Regions from separate parts of the Mus musculus genome. Here region 2 is linked to region 1. The links are chromatin contacts, called in public promoter capture Hi-C maps. All regions are on one chromosome and are shown on one strand. The core of a region is the stretch at or near the end of the contact, and the rest is flanking DNA. Distances in the headings are between cores, read along the strand shown. Region 1 has its middle 42 kb from the start of Gm14569. Region 2 holds the start of Sowahd (sosondowah ankyrin repeat domain family member D).

Region 1 (7,535 bases), core at 2,105-4,604:
TGCTTGCAGAAGGCAATGGAACCCTGGAACCACGCAACCCCGAGAGTCCAGGGATCAAACTGACTTTCTCATAAGTCTTTTAATTAGGGCTTTGCTGTGGAATCCAGCAAGCCATCCTAGGACTGTTGATCCTCTCACCTTGGCTTCTCCAGTATAAGGATTAAGGATATGTGTCACCACATTCACCTTTCTAATACTTTTGGTTTTTTGAGGGAGAGTCTCTTGTAGTTGAGGTTGGCCTCAAGCTTGGTATGTAGCTCATGGTAACTTTGAACTCCTCATTCTCCTGCCTCCACCTCCTGAAGGCTGGCATCCTCGCCCTGCCAATTCTTTTATTGCCGCTACAATTTGATGAGAAAAACAACAAATCTTTATAAACTTCTTCCTTGGGTGAAAAGGAACCTTTCATGAACTGCTTACTCAGTGATGTTTTTAACAAGAATAATAACTATCATATAATTGAGTTTTTATATTATTTTAATTAGCTTAAAGAGCAATCGGTTTACACTATTGATGTATGGCACTTTGGGCATGCTTTGGATATGCTACTGAACCTGATTCTTACCACACCACTGGGCCAGAGGCTCTCCAAGGAGGCCCAATTCACAGAAAACACCAGTGACTTGCCCAAGGCCACATGGCTAATATGAGACAGAACCAACTTCAAACCTACATCTGCTGAACCCCAAATTCCATATTCTTAATCACTGCCTCCTCTTTCCCAAGACAAAATTTTAGTTCTGCTAATTCCAGACCCCACCTCGGACCTATTGACATAGAATCCTGAAGGGTGGGGCATGGGAAACCATACTACACATATCAAACTGAAGGGTTCTGTGACACTCAGAAATAGGCTTACTAATATCATGTGGCCTTGTGAGGCTGTATGCCACTTTGAGACTAACACTGCTCAGTAGTGTTGGTCATTGGAAACCATGACTGTGGTGCCAGATGTAGCCCTAGAAGTTGGGAGTCAGAGGCAGCAGCATCACGAATTCAAGGTCACCCTTGACAACATATTGACTGCAGGAGACGGTTTTGTACTACGGCAAAGGAAACTGCTAAGTGATTGAAGAGGAAGTCTACAAAATGGGGGAAAATCTTTGCCAACTATACCTCTGATGGTTCATTAGTTTCTAGAATATACAAAGAACTCAGAAAAACTAAACACCAAGGAAACAAAGAGCCCAGTTATAAAATAGGATCTGGAACGTAAATAACAAGACACACATCCATGTTCAGTTCAGATGCATCCCCACCCCCTTTCTCCCAGCCCCACTGAAACTTTCTGCCCTCAGTAACTCCCCCATCCTGATTCATAGCTCATGAATTCTGGGTTCTTTTCTCCATTTCTTTCCTTAAATCCTCTTGTGATAGCACATGCCAGTAGGCAAATGTTGAAGAGGACAAGGAAAGAAGATCATGAGTTTAAGGCCAGCTTGGTTTACACACACACACACACACACACACACACACACACACACACACACACACACACATACACACACAGAGAGAGATAGAGAGAGAGAGACAGAGACAGAGACAGAGACACAGAGAGAGATAGAGAGAGACAGAGAGAGAGAATATGTCTCTCTCCTGGTGTGACTTTGTGAAAAAAGAAATAGCAATAGTGTCTGCCTCAGAGGGTTCGTGTGAGGACTTTGCTCTCTCTTTTGTAGCACTAGAAATTGAACCAAGCTTATTCTAATACTGGTTATCCACAGCTCAGATGTGAGGTTTACATGAAACCATTCAGGTAAGAACTTTCAAAGTCCTGGGAATAAATCCACTTAGTGGATACTGGCAGTCCTTACTACTGCTGCCTCCTTTGAGTCACTGCAGCTTAAGTGAAGGCATCCTTCAATACAGCAGAGAAGTAGCCGGCTCCATCCGAATGGCTTCTCCCATCTCACTCCACTTACATGGATGGCTCCAGGCTACTGATACTATCTATGCAGAGGACACACACTTGGGATGAAGAAATAGAAAACAGAGGTGAAAGTGAGTTTTGCTGACCTTAGAAAGACCTAGAAGTTTGTTCTATCCCTCAAAAATCCCAGTACAGTTTGCTTCCTTTCTTTCATCCACCTAGTGAGTAGGATCTCCTAGGCCTTCTTTGCCCATGATGTACATTTTTACTTCAATTTCACCTTGATATAAACCAAACAAGAGGGGGGATGGCTAGAGTCTGGTGGCCCTTTCCAGTCCTACCCAGGGATGGTTATCAATGTACCAACATCCCAGGCACACCTGAGTGTACACCAGTGAATCTGTACTTATGATTTGCATGCTATTTCTCCTCTCTTTCAAGGCCTACTTCAGTATTGAGTTTCCATCAAATGGAGAAAAGGGGGCTTCAAGCCCACTCCTAGTTTATTCTCCTATTAAGTTCATAATAAATTTTGTTTATTTCTTTAACTACAGTTTCTGTCAAGAAGTTCATGAAGAGATTTTTAACCAGTCCCATCCTTTAAGAGATGCCTCCTGAAAGCTAACCAGTCAACAGTATCACAAGGAGAAAACTATGGTCTGCTTCTTAAAAAAAAAAAAAGTTGCTGTTTTGTGATCCTGGGAATTGAGTTTAAGACCTGATGCCTGCTCAGCCAGAGCTCTATCCCTCTTTATGTTTTGTTTTGAGATAGAGTCCCACTAGTTTGCCTAGGCTACCTTGGAGTTCACAATTGTCCTACCTCAGCCTGCAGAGGAGTTGGGATCACAAGCCTGAGCCAGCAGCCTTGGCTGTTATCTGCACCTACACCCATGCCTCCGCCTTTATTAATAAGGAGCTAGCTAAACAAACAAGACTGCAAGAAAGCTCCAGAATTCTTGGTCTTAAAACAAAAAAAAAAATCATTACAGGGGGCTGGAGAGATGACTCAGTTGATGAGTTGATTCATATTTTTATTTTATAACCATTAATGCTGAGAACAGGACTTTGCATATATACATATTTAAATGCTAAAAATTGAAAGAAGACTGTTTCGGGCCATTTTAGAAGCTATTTGAACCACTCTTATCTATAACCATATCATGCTGATCTCAAGAGCTGTTGCAAATTCTGTCCTATCTCGAGCCCAAATTCACTTAATATGATTAGTTCATAAAACTCAAGTCTGCAATTCAAAAGCAATTAAAAGTCAAGCACTATAATACATATTAAAAAGCCTTTAATAACCACAATTAAACCATTATACTTCTACAACACCAGAAAACTTTATATATACAGTAAAAAAAAAAAAACACTGTAATTTACAGCATACCATATAGCCTTTAATCTGAGCCCAAGTGTTTCACAGTGGACTAGTTAGTATTGTCTGGTATGCACACACGCACAGTGCAAAGTGCACATGTGTGTCCAGAAAGAAATTATGCAATACAGTCACAAGACGAATGTGGGGAGGTGCTGCCACAGCCTCAGGTTGGGAGACAAATCTGAGGAACAGTTGGGGAAAGAAGAGCCTGACGCTGCCAATCTAAAAACCAGGAGGCTTGCTTGGTTCAAGCAGAAAAGTACACAGGGAAACATACTCGTGTCCTTGGTAGCTAAGGAACAGACTTTATCACCAGAGAGAAGAGTTGTAGATTTTGGCAGTCCTGAGCCTGGTGTAAGCAGATGGATCAACCTCTGGAAGCCTATAGAGTCTAAGAACCCTGAAATTCTAGCAGAATCCATGGCGTCTTCACCTGGATCCCTCATGCAGGGTGATCAGTTCTTAGGTGGTCTGGAAAGGCAAGGTAAGTGTTCCACCTGTACTGATCTCAGTACTGTCAATAAACTTGTAAACCCTTCTTCAGCTAGCAGTGGTTGCTACAACCCTTCAATACAGTTAATGCTCTGGGGACCCCCCCCCAACCACAAAATTATTTTCATTACTACTTAAATTATATAACTATAATTTTGCTACTGTTAGGAATAGTAACATAAATATCTGATATGCAGCATATTTGATATTCAACACCTGTGAAAAGGTCGTTTGACACCCCCCACCCCCGAAAGGGGGTCACAGCTCACAGATTGAGAACCACTGCTAACTGCTGGCTGATAGAACCTAAGGCATATTGTCTGGGGGAATCTGGGAGGGGTGAGCAAACCTGCCCAGCCCGAAGATTGCAAAACTGAGTGTGGCCACCAGAGGTCCCTAGTACACAAGAAAGGGAAGCTACTGAAATGGAGACATTCCAGTCATCCTAAATTTGTGCGAGCTGGGCTCAATGATTATCAGCAGCAAAAGAAAGCCAAAATTCCACAATTCTGTCTGACCTTATCCCCCATTTATATCATGCACATCAGTGTTTCATCTTTGATTTTGTTTTTTTCCCCCTTGTGTTTTTATTTTTGGCCACATTTTACCAGCTTTTTGTTTTATTTTGTTTGTTTTATTATAGTTGTAAAACATGAAAGGAGAGAATCTCTAAATACAGAGTGTGGGGAGGCCCTATTATCACAAGATTTTTTTCTGGCAAATCTAATGGAATAATAAAGAACATTTTTATCAAAATAAAAGTTGGAGGGACATCTCTAGCCCCCCTCATTTAATTCTCAAATTAAACACACACACCATAGTGAGAAATATACAGTGAATAAAATGTCCTAAATGTGAAAACTAAAACTAACAGTAAACAAATAGTTTCAAAGGCCTCCAAAAGTTCCTTATGGAACTGAATTGTGTCATCAATATTAAGAGCTCCTGATGCAATTTGTGTGGAACACTCTAGAAATTACACAAGCTGGATTAAATGTTCCAAGAGTTATAAATATATTACCAATGGCTCATTCTTTAAGTTGACCAGTGGACTATGCACTTCTAATTTCACTCTTGAAAATAAATATTAGGATGAAAATAATTCTTCCAGGTTGATTGAAGCTACAGTGTAAGTTTAATAATGTTTTTTATAATCAGATCAGATAACAAGATTTTCTCTACTTGTATTTTAAACCAACTGGTGAACAGAAATGTCTTTGTAATGCCACTATACATAATTTAATGTAATTTTAAAAGTTATGTGCGATTGTTGACTAAAACAAGCTTTGAGAGTTGTTAGGTCTTTCCTATTGGATCTGGGTCTATTTCCTTCATATGTATGTATACTATTCAGATGATATAACTTCTTCAGTGTATTTACTATTTTTACCTTTTGAACCATGTATGTGTGAGGGGGAGAAGAGAAAAGAAGAGAAGAGAGGGGTGGAAGGAGAGAGAGCATTGTGTGGTGCATCTGTATGTGTGTGCGAATGTATTCCATGTGTATGCTGGTGCCCTGGGAATTGAGAAAAAGGCATCAGATCTCCTATAGCTCAGTTACAAGGAAGTTGTGAGCTACCTGATATGGGTTCCAGGAACCCAACTCATGTCTTCTGGAAGAACACAAAGCACTCTTAACCACTGAATAATCTCTCCAGCTTCTTGTTTACTTTTTAAAGGGTTGGTTTGTTTTGTTTTGTTTTTTTTCTGGAGTTGGGGAAGCAGGGCTTCACTTTGTAGCCCTGGCTGGCCTGTAATTGGGGTTGTAGAGCAGGCGGGACTCAAACTCCAAGAGATCTGCTTGCCTCTGTCTTCAGAGTGCTGCGATTAAGGGTGTGCTGGCATTTACTTTTTGGTGTAGACTTTTTAAAACAAGATTTCTTTATATATTTTTGTTTTGATTTTTTTTCAAACCTCCTTTTATTTCTACTTTGTTTTAAAATTAGTACTGACAGTCAACAGGTTTCCTTTCGGCACTTCCACATCCATCACACTGAGTTTTGGATGCTCTTCGTCCTCACTACCCACCCCTCTTCCCTCATCTCCCTGCCTGAAGTCCTCATCTGCACCCTTCTGCTCTCAGTATCCCTTATGTCTCATCATCTCACTTGTTTCCTACCACCCTCTCTACCAGTTCCCTTAAAGCCTTTTATTCCCTTTCTACTTTCATGAACTCTATACTCAATCAGACACAGAAACATGCTAGGCTCTGTATTTGAAAGGGAGCATGTATATAGTATTTCTCTTTCTGAGCTTAAGTTACCTTGTCTAGTATAATATTTTCCACGTCCATTCACTTTCTCTGAAATTTTTCATTTTTCTTTATATATGAATAAAATTTCATTGGGTATCAGCGTGACATTTCCACTATCCATTAATTGGTTTAGGAACATCTCAGCTGATTCCATGTCTCTTTTAATAGAGCTAAAATAAACATGGATATGCAAGTATTTTTGTGGTAAGCTATAGCATCCTTGGGTATGTGCTCAGGAGTAGTATAGCTGGTTCATACGATAGCTCTACTTTTAATTTAATGTCTAAGGAAACCTCCAGGCTAATCTCCACAGTGGTTGTAACAGTTTATACTCCCACCAACATGAATGAGAATTCCTCTTTCCCTGTATTTTTGCCAGTATAGTTGTAATTTTTTGAACACAGCCATTCTGATTGGCGTGAGATGAAATCTCAGAGTAGTTTTAACTCATATTTCCTTGGGAAAGAGGCTCTTAATTGTTTTCAAGAATTATAGATTAACAAATGTTATTGTTTTCAAATACTAAGAGGATATCCACATAATAATCATATTTTAGATCAACTTGACAATTTTACCAAAATGTCCCTTTCATGTCCAGTCTTAATTGTCAAATGCCTACAAGTAATGTTCCTTTCTTATGTGGCTTTTGTCTTTTTATCAGACTTTGCCCTTCACTCCTCATGCCAAAAGGTATATCCTGTTTAAGTGCCCTCTTATCTGAGGCCATCAGGACTAACTTTGATCATATAGGAAGCAATGAGTAATAACTATAAATCTTCCCACACAACATGAAGTAAGGGAAAATCTTATTCAAGGAAAAAGAAAATAATAATAAAATAAAATAAACCTTAGAATTAATGAGTTCAACAAGCATCATGATACAATACAGAATACAGGATACACAGAATACACAGGGCAGGATATTCATACTGAAAAGCCCATTTATTCCTTCATATTAGCAACAAAGGCACACGCAAAAAGATTAAACAATACAATACCTTTCATAAAAGTAAAGATACTCAATCATGAATCTAACAAAACATGTATAGAGCTTTTTTGCTACAGTAATGAAATATATATATATGTATATATATATATGTGTGTGTATATATGTATATACATTCATATGGAACATTGGAAGATTCTGCACATAAGGATGTCAAGCATTTCTGAAATTATGTGCAAATTTAATGCAAAAGCACAATTTAATTTATATGGAAAAGCAAAAGAACTGAAATGCAGAAAATAATTTTGAAAAGTTACAAAGTTGAAGGTACAAGTCTATCTGATTTCAAGATTTGCTACATATATACCACAGTGTGGCATTAGCAAAGACATAGATGCATAGATCAACAAATAAAGTACAGTAAACTATAAAGTAGAACTAGACCTAGACAAATATTCCTATCATTGACAATGGTGCAGAAGCAATTCAGTGAAAGTAGATACCTTTTAAAGTAAATGAGCCTGAAATAAGGGAGGCTCTATAGGTTCTGTACTGGCTAGTTTTGTGTCAACTTGACACAGCTGGAGTTATT
Region 2 (7,535 bases), core at 2,263-4,762, 510 kb after region 1:
CTTAATATAGAGAGACATTCCATAAGCTCTGTGACTCTAGAGAACCCTGACAAATACAGTATTTCAGCAGCAGAAGCACAAATTACCCATCTCACAGTCACCTTTTGGTGTGGTATTGGTGGTATGGTGATACGCATAGCTACTACTTTCTAACTCTGGGCCAATCATTTCCCAGGGTTGGAACAGGTGAGCACTAGGGATGTGGCTTAGTGGTAGAGCCCTTGTCTAACTTGAGTGAGGCCTAGGTTCCATCCTGGATGTGCAAGTAAGATGAAGGCTGGCAGTTGCTTCACATAACTAATAGTCTTAAGCAAGTTGATAGTATCCCTTCTGTTTCTCATTCCTTCTACCCAATTCCCTTGCTGCTAAAATAGAGGGGTGTGTGTGTGTGTGTGTGTGTGTGTGTGTGTGTGGTTGTGGGAATCAGGGTGTGCAGCTGGTGATCTAGGGAAGAGAGTACTCTCTAAGCAAAGATGAAACAAGTTACTAGAGAGGCAACACGGCTTCAGTATCTGGAAATAGAATTCAACAAGAGCACTGTGGCAAGGGTGTGTTCTGCTGGGCAGGTGCCTGACTTTGCCATCTTTGAGCTGGAACTAGTGATATTATTAATGCTGATAGGAAGGGGAGCTAACTGCTTGCCTAGTGACAAGGACAATTAATAGTCCCAGCGTCCTTCCATCCAGCATTCTCCATGCTGGCATTTTGATTTAAAGAAAATATTGCTGCAGCTGTTCACATATTCTGGAAGGATGTGCGTGTGCCTGCATGTGGTTTGGTGTTTACAGATTTGGGGTTATGGAGGGGAGTTTCCAGAGCAACAAAATAGCTGCTTGTCAATCGGAGTTCATTTTGAAAATGAAAGCCTGAGAACTTAGAAGTCCACTTTGGGCCTGGGCCTGGGTGATGGCCTGGTCTTTAAGTAGTCCACAGTAGCAAAGGGGTAGCTTTGGCCATTTGGCTCAAGGAAAAATCAACTTAATCACTGTTTTTCTTTCTTTTTACAAATTGAGCAAATCAATGAGTTGCTAAGTCCTGCAGATTTGGTGTGATGCAAGCAATACAATACAAGATGGCATGGACCCTTCCAACATAAACTCACACAGTCATACACACAAAAATCACACTTTCCTCGGCTGCCAAACTAGAGCAAAGTAGCAGCTATTTATTTCTTCTGCAAATACAGAGTACGCACAAAGATAGTTTGGTACAGTCATCAAACAGTTCAGAGTTCAATTGACCTGTCTGAGAAAGAAGGGAAATATAAGAGGTCATAGAAACAGGGTTCGGGAAAGAAGAGGACCATTCTGGGCTGGAGCAGTGGAGGCTAGTTGGATAAGATGGATGCTGAGGCTGATCTTAAAACTTGAAGAACTTTACCAGACACAGTGTGAAGGAAAGGGGAGGCTGGGGCAGGGGGATTGCTGGGAGTGCCAGACCTGTCAGTCAGCACTATACAGTGAGTTACAGGGTAGCTGGAACTAGGTGAAACAATCCTATCTCAAAACCAAAACACAGCCAGGCATGGTGACAGAGGCATGTAATTCCACCACTTGGAAGGTGGAGGCAGGAGGATCAGGAGATCAAAGCCAAGCTGGGTTATATAAAAAGCACCGAAAATCAACTAATTAACTTAAAAGAGAGAAAAGAGGGTGGCCTAGGCAGAGAAGGACAAGTGAGAGATAAGAGCAAGCTTCACCTAGGTCTGGCTCAGCCATTTGGCTGCAATTTGGTGCTTGTGTGAGTGCTTTGCAGCAGATAAACCTGGCTTGAATGGCAGTCTCTTTGTGCCAGAACAAAGGCTACCGTGTCACACACACTTACTCTGCTACTTCCTGCTGGGTGACCTTGGGCAAGTGGTCTAAGTTCTCTGCAAACTGAAAGTAGAAATCATTATTCGCCCCTAAGACCATGGGGGGAAGAACTAAGAAGTAACACATATCAGGCATCTGGCAATGTCTAGCACAGAGTAAATATTTTTAAATTAGGTTAAAATTCATATACTGTCACAAAAGAACACTCAAGATATTTAGAGCTGGCCCTAAATATTTGAACAGCAAGGAGGAAAAGTCACCGTCTGACACAGTCCATGGCTGGTGCCACAGTAAGTCCCAGATGAGAGGGCTGGCTTGGCCTCAGTCGCCACCCATCCTGATCTGGACTGCTTCAATACTCTGGCTTCCGCCTCTACTTCTCTCAACATCATATTCTAAACACATCCTGAATCATGACTGTGTCCCTCCCAGGTTCAAAAGGTGTAGCTCCCTCTAGCTTGCAGGCAGAGTGAGTGCCTTAACACTGTGAGGAGAGGGGGTAAGAACGACTGTCTCAAGGGATGGGCACCTCTGCATTCCCAACACATGAGAGGAAGACAGAGAAAGATCAGAAATCCAACATTATTGGCTACATATTGAGTTCCAGGCCAGCCTTGGCCGCATAAGACCCCGCTTCCAAAATATAAGAACTGTTGTCTCTTGGGATCGGAGGCAGGGGGATTCACCTGTAGTTCCCGGCCAGCCTGTCTCAAAGATATAAACAAAAATTAAGCAAACAGTAAAATCATCCGTTGATAAACGGAAAGACTAAGAATAGTCTAATGCTGGAATAAAAAGATAAACTATGGACCTTTTTCTAAAAACTAGAAGCTATGCGTTTACTAACATCAGCAAGTTTCTTAAGGAAATATCAGAGATGAATGAAGCTGTGTGTCTGCGGCGCTGGGTCCGACTCACCTGCAGATGCTTTTTCAAACCCACCCAGAGAAGTAATGAAGGAAGAAGGCAGAATCAGGCAGAGATCTGCGGTTGTGCTCTGGGGAATACCTCTCTGACCATATCCCTGGTTTCAAGTTTCTCAGCAGGAATCCCCGACAGCGCTCCTGCGTCTGCTGCTGCTGCTGCTGCTGTGCAGAAGGTCAAGGTTACAGAAAGAGCAGGATAGACGAGCCTGAGTCAGAGGGGCTAGGCTGCCTCCCTGAAGCCTTAGGGAGAAGGAGCATAGGGACAAAGTGCAAAAAGATTCCTGATGCGAAAAGGGTGAAAGAAGAGAGGGTGGGGGAGCGATCGCCCCTGATGCTCCAAGATCGCGCTCCTGAAGACTGTCACGGGAAGCCCAGATCAATCCACAGACGAAGAGGCGACCTGGGACCTCTTCACCCCAGCAGCTGCAGGGATGCTGAGAACCGGAGTGACCAGAGCAGCACGTACCCCGCCCCACACTCTCCCTAGTTCGCCAGTCAGGTGCGGGAAGCCGGGCTACTGCTCACCTGGCCTCTTGGAGTAGAGCGGGTCGCGTCCTGAGGTCGCCGCGCTCCTGGTGAACTGGTCCCCAGAATGTAGACGCCTGGCCGGTGCAGGGGACGCAACTGGACGGCCCAGCCCTCCACGCCCCCCACCGCCCACAAAGGCAACCTCTCCTGGCTTGTTCCCTCCCACCGGTCCTTCTCCTCCCCTTCTTCGCTCCCTCCCTCGGAGTCCAGTTGCTCAAGACGCTTCCTTCCCCACCGCCAGCTCCAGTTCCTCTCCCTGTGGGGCCCTTGGAAGGCCAACGAACGCTAGACCCCGGAGCCACCCAGGCGGGACCTGGAAGATCATGGCCCAGGCCCTAGAAGACGGGAACCCGCTGCCCAAAGCCTCGAACAGGCCGGCCGAGTCGGAGGCGCCCAGCGACCCGCAGATCAAGGACAACCATTGCCTTGGCAGGTACAAAGTACAAGCCGTCAGGGACAGTGCCAACCTGTCCCAGGAGCGAATCTTCCACAGCGCCCTGACCGTGAGCGGGGCAAGCTGGGCGCGCCGGCGTGGGGAGTTGCGGGAGCTGCTGGGGCTGCAGGGGGCGGCTCCCGCCGGGTGGCTGTCGGAGGAGCACTTGGAGCCCGCTGTGCCTGGGTCCCGCCGCTCCAGCGGACAGGGCAGCAGCCGAGTGTGCCTTGAGCCGCGGGAGCACGCGTGGATTCTGGCGGCTGCCGAGTGCCGTTTTGAAGTGCTGCTGGAGATGCTGGAGGCTGAGCCCAGCTTGCTGATGCGGGAGGACCCTATCACAGGCTACAGCGTCCTGCACTGGCTGGCCAAGCACGGGCGCCACGAGGAACTCATTCTATTGCACGATTTTGCCAGGCGCCGGGGACTGCCGTTTGATGTGAGCGCCCCTGGCAGCGGTGGCCTCACGCCACTCCACCTGGCGGCTCTGCAAGGCCATGATATGGTCATCAAGGTGCTGGTGGGAGCCCTGGGTGCTGACCCCTCGCGTCGAGATCACAGTGGCAATCGACCTTGTCACTATCTGCGGCCCGATGCATCTCTGAACCTCCGGGAGCTGTCCGGGGCAGAAGAGTGGGAGATTGAACGCGACAGGAAGCGCGAAAACGCTAACAACAACAGCAGCCGCACTACCACCACTACTACCACCACCTCTCGGTGGCTGAAACGCACCCCAAGTGCATCGTGCATCAAGTCCACGGGAGTACACTACAAAGAGGCGTCTCAGCCCGTCAAAGAGAAGAAGGCATCAAGCACCCAGGAAGGACAAGGCCGTTGCCTTCGGCGCTATCTGTTCCCCTTCACCCAGAATCGTTGAAGATGACATGGACTAGAGAACTCATTCTTAGGTTGTTCCTGACCCCACCCAAGCAGATGCTCCTCTGATGCAGTGGGTACACTGACCACATCTGGGGCCCTAGTCCTGTCCCAGGTCTCCTGTAGCTAGCTAACTGTCACATCAATAGAGAAAGAGACCAAAGAACCAGGCTGGCCCTGGTACCCAGCTCCAATACTGTGGGACTTGGGACATTTGGAACGGGGCTCGTGATCCTCCTTGGAAGAGAAGGAGGGCTAAATTAAGCTTCTAGTGGACTTTTCCGGGTAGATTGAAAACATTAAAAAAAAATTAAGACTGTAAACTATTGATGCAGAGCAAATGCCTAATACCTGCCGGCCTGGGTCTGCTGCTAAAATATCCCCATGTGCTGGTAGAGTTAGCCTCTGGCAACCTGCTCCTGAGACTGGCCAGGCCTGAGCAGTCTCATAGAGTCTAATATATCATGAATGAGTTCTTAAGTACATTAAAGGGGATTTTCACCCCACATAACAAAGCTGTCTTTGAGTGTCTTTTTTTTTCTCATTAACCATGGGGTAAAGGGGACCTACTTCCATTTGCAGGAAAGAGGGTAGCAATCAATTCCTTGAAGCTAGTGCTCTGTGGCGGGCTCTGGGCTTCATTCTCTGGGAAAATGGTCAGAAGCCCTGCACCAAAGGAATGCCATTCACCCTGGCTCTGAGCAGAGATACACAGTCCCCCCCCCCCCGCCCCCCTGCTCCCTCAGCCCTGGCATCCACATCTGGCTTTAAGTGCATGTCTCATCCTAGAAGAGTTGTCCTGGAGGGAGGCCCAAGGGTAATTAATGAAAAGGGAAAGCCATCAGACTTATATTTTCGATAGTTCATTGTGCATCAGCAATTGAGCTGCCTTGTGGTCTCCAAAGAGACACGCCCACTCAGTAGAGACAGGGCTTTCCTCATTCAAGCGTGCCTGGCTCTCATCCATGGTTCTTTTTGGTTTTTTGAGTTAAGTGTAATATGAAAGTTGTAGTTTTGGAAAATTGCTCCCATTCAGAAACAGTGTGAATGAAGCAGAGCACAGGAGAGTTGATTCAGCTGAAGTGTGTGTGTGTGTGTGTGTGTGTGTGTGTGTGTGTGTGTGTAGAGGGGGGTGGATAGATGGTGACTAGAGAGTTGTGCTGCTTTATGGAACAGTGCTTTGAAAAACTGCTGGATCCCTGGATGCTTTCAGAGCATTTCAATAGACTCCCAGCCCCTCAGCCCAGTCTTTGAACACCAGGGGCAAACTAAGTCATTACAGAACAGCCCATAAACCTTCCCCTGAGCCCATACATCCAGGACTCCCCACCCCTGCCTCATGAGCCTCTTTGTCCCTCCTGTGCTAGGAGCTGCCCTACTTTCCTGTAATGACCCTGACGTTTCTTCTTATCCACAGGATGACCCAACCCCCTCCTACTGCTGTTTTAGCCTACCCAGTGTCTCTAGGAACTACACCTTAGATATATTGGTACAGTGTAACCTGTCATTTCCTTTTGCTTATAAATAAACTGTTCATGAATGGTTGAAGGATCAGGGGGAACAGTTCCTAGATCCCATCAAGTGTCACTAGCTTGTGTCCTTAGTCCCTCTATCCCTATGCCCGTTTTTAGATGTAAACTGGCTAATTTATATTAGATTGTGGTTCCCAGTCCACACCTCCCCATTTCCAGTTGCCAAGGTGAGTTGGGCTTTGTGAGGGCTGGCTCTCGTGAGCCTTCCTGCCACATGTCTACTGGCTTGTAAGGTAAGATTGGCATGTACTGAGTCTTACTTTAGGCACCTATGCTAGCTGTCCAAAGTAAGAAGTTTACGCATCTAAACGATTAGGAGATTTGAGGACCCGAGATGAACACGCTGCTCTTTCCAAGAAGCAACTGAAGGCAGCTGGGGGACTTCAGAGTGACTTGCCACAGCCAATCCTGTGATTAGCTATTCATTCCCACAGACTTTTTCTCATCACTGTGATCTGGCCTAGCCTGTCGCCTCCATGTAAAATTGAGGATTGGCTGCAAAGGCTGAAACTGCTCTGTGCCTAGCATCAAGCCATTGGCATTTCTGGTATGCTCTTGGAGGCAACCCTGGTATGCTCACACCAAGAAAAAGAGTAAGTTCTCTGAGAAACAGAGTTAGGAAAAATGATGCAAAATTAAACTCAAGCGCTGGGCAAGGCAGGCCAGAAAGACCTTTAAAAGCAAGAATGGGTCAGGTAAGCGAGAGTTGGGAAGTGGGTGGGGAGGGGGAGGGACTGACTTGATATGCAGGCACAAGAGCAGCAAGGGCTTTCTGGGGAGGAAGGTGGGAAGGTATGGGAGGCTGGGGGGATGAGTGGGAGTTGGCCAGTGAATGTAGCAAGTGCCAGGAACTGCCAGTCAGTTTGGCAGGATGGGAGCTGGGGAGTGGTTAATGATAAGGCTGGAAACGCAGATGGGACTCCGGATCACAACGGGCCTCCTAGGCGGTGCTAAAAGAGACATATTGATGAATTTGGCCAAAAGATTCTTGGGAGTCATGCAAAGGTCTCTAAGAGGATAAGATTTAAGGGAATCACTCTGGGGTCACATGGAGGTTGGATGGCTGTGCTGGGGCGAACGGAAAGCAGAGGGCTCTCAAGCAAAGTGTCCCTTGAGCAATGCTTCGGCTAGGGAAGAGCCCCGTGAGGCGGTGCCTTGAGCCTTTTCTTTCCCTCTACACCGGTGCTTGTCAACCTTTTTAAGGTTGTGGCCCTTAATACAGTTCTTCATGTTGTGGTGACCTCCCCCCCCCCATCATAGATTTATTTTCATTGCTACTGTATAACTGTAGTTTTGCTACTGTTGTGAATGGTAATGTTAATATCTGATATCTGATATGCGACCCCTGTGAAAGGGTCGTTTGACTTTAAAAGGGGTGGTGACCCACAGACTGAGGACTGCTGTTCTCTACACCCGCACTCCAGTGAGG

The links. Promoter capture Hi-C pulls out the DNA fragments that hold promoters and counts their contacts.
Region 2: a promoter capture Hi-C map of liver shows a contact between it and region 1, with 2.7 times the contacts expected there. The contact joins the promoter of Sowahd here to the enhancer-like site in region 1. A contact is called at or near these places in 13 of 39 promoter capture datasets (the 3T3-L1 cell line, the C10 cell line, the HPC-7 cell line and 7 more), 1 of 484 Hi-C or Micro-C datasets (the G1E-ER4 cell line), 2 of 115 datasets of contacts at active chromatin or transcription factors (forebrain and stem cell-derived neural progenitor cells) and 1 of 9 other capture datasets (embryonic stem cells).

Annotation. Positions count from the first base shown.
Region 1 is chrX:36,530,602-36,538,136 of GRCm38.p6, forward strand. No RefSeq gene overlaps it. Among named protein-coding and RNA genes, the nearest start is that of Gm14569, 42 kb to the left of the region's middle. Within about 2 kb of position 3,355, at least 3 of the 459 cell types and tissues checked have an H3K27ac peak or open chromatin away from gene starts, as enhancers often do. A contact at or near this core is called in liver, where this site is marked.
Region 2 is chrX:37,045,333-37,052,867 of GRCm38.p6, forward strand. Sowahd (sosondowah ankyrin repeat domain family member D) reads left to right here and starts at 3,513. Exons shown (of 1, transcript NM_173779.4): 1 at 3,513-5,086. The coding sequence starts at 3,592. The coding sequence ends at 4,575.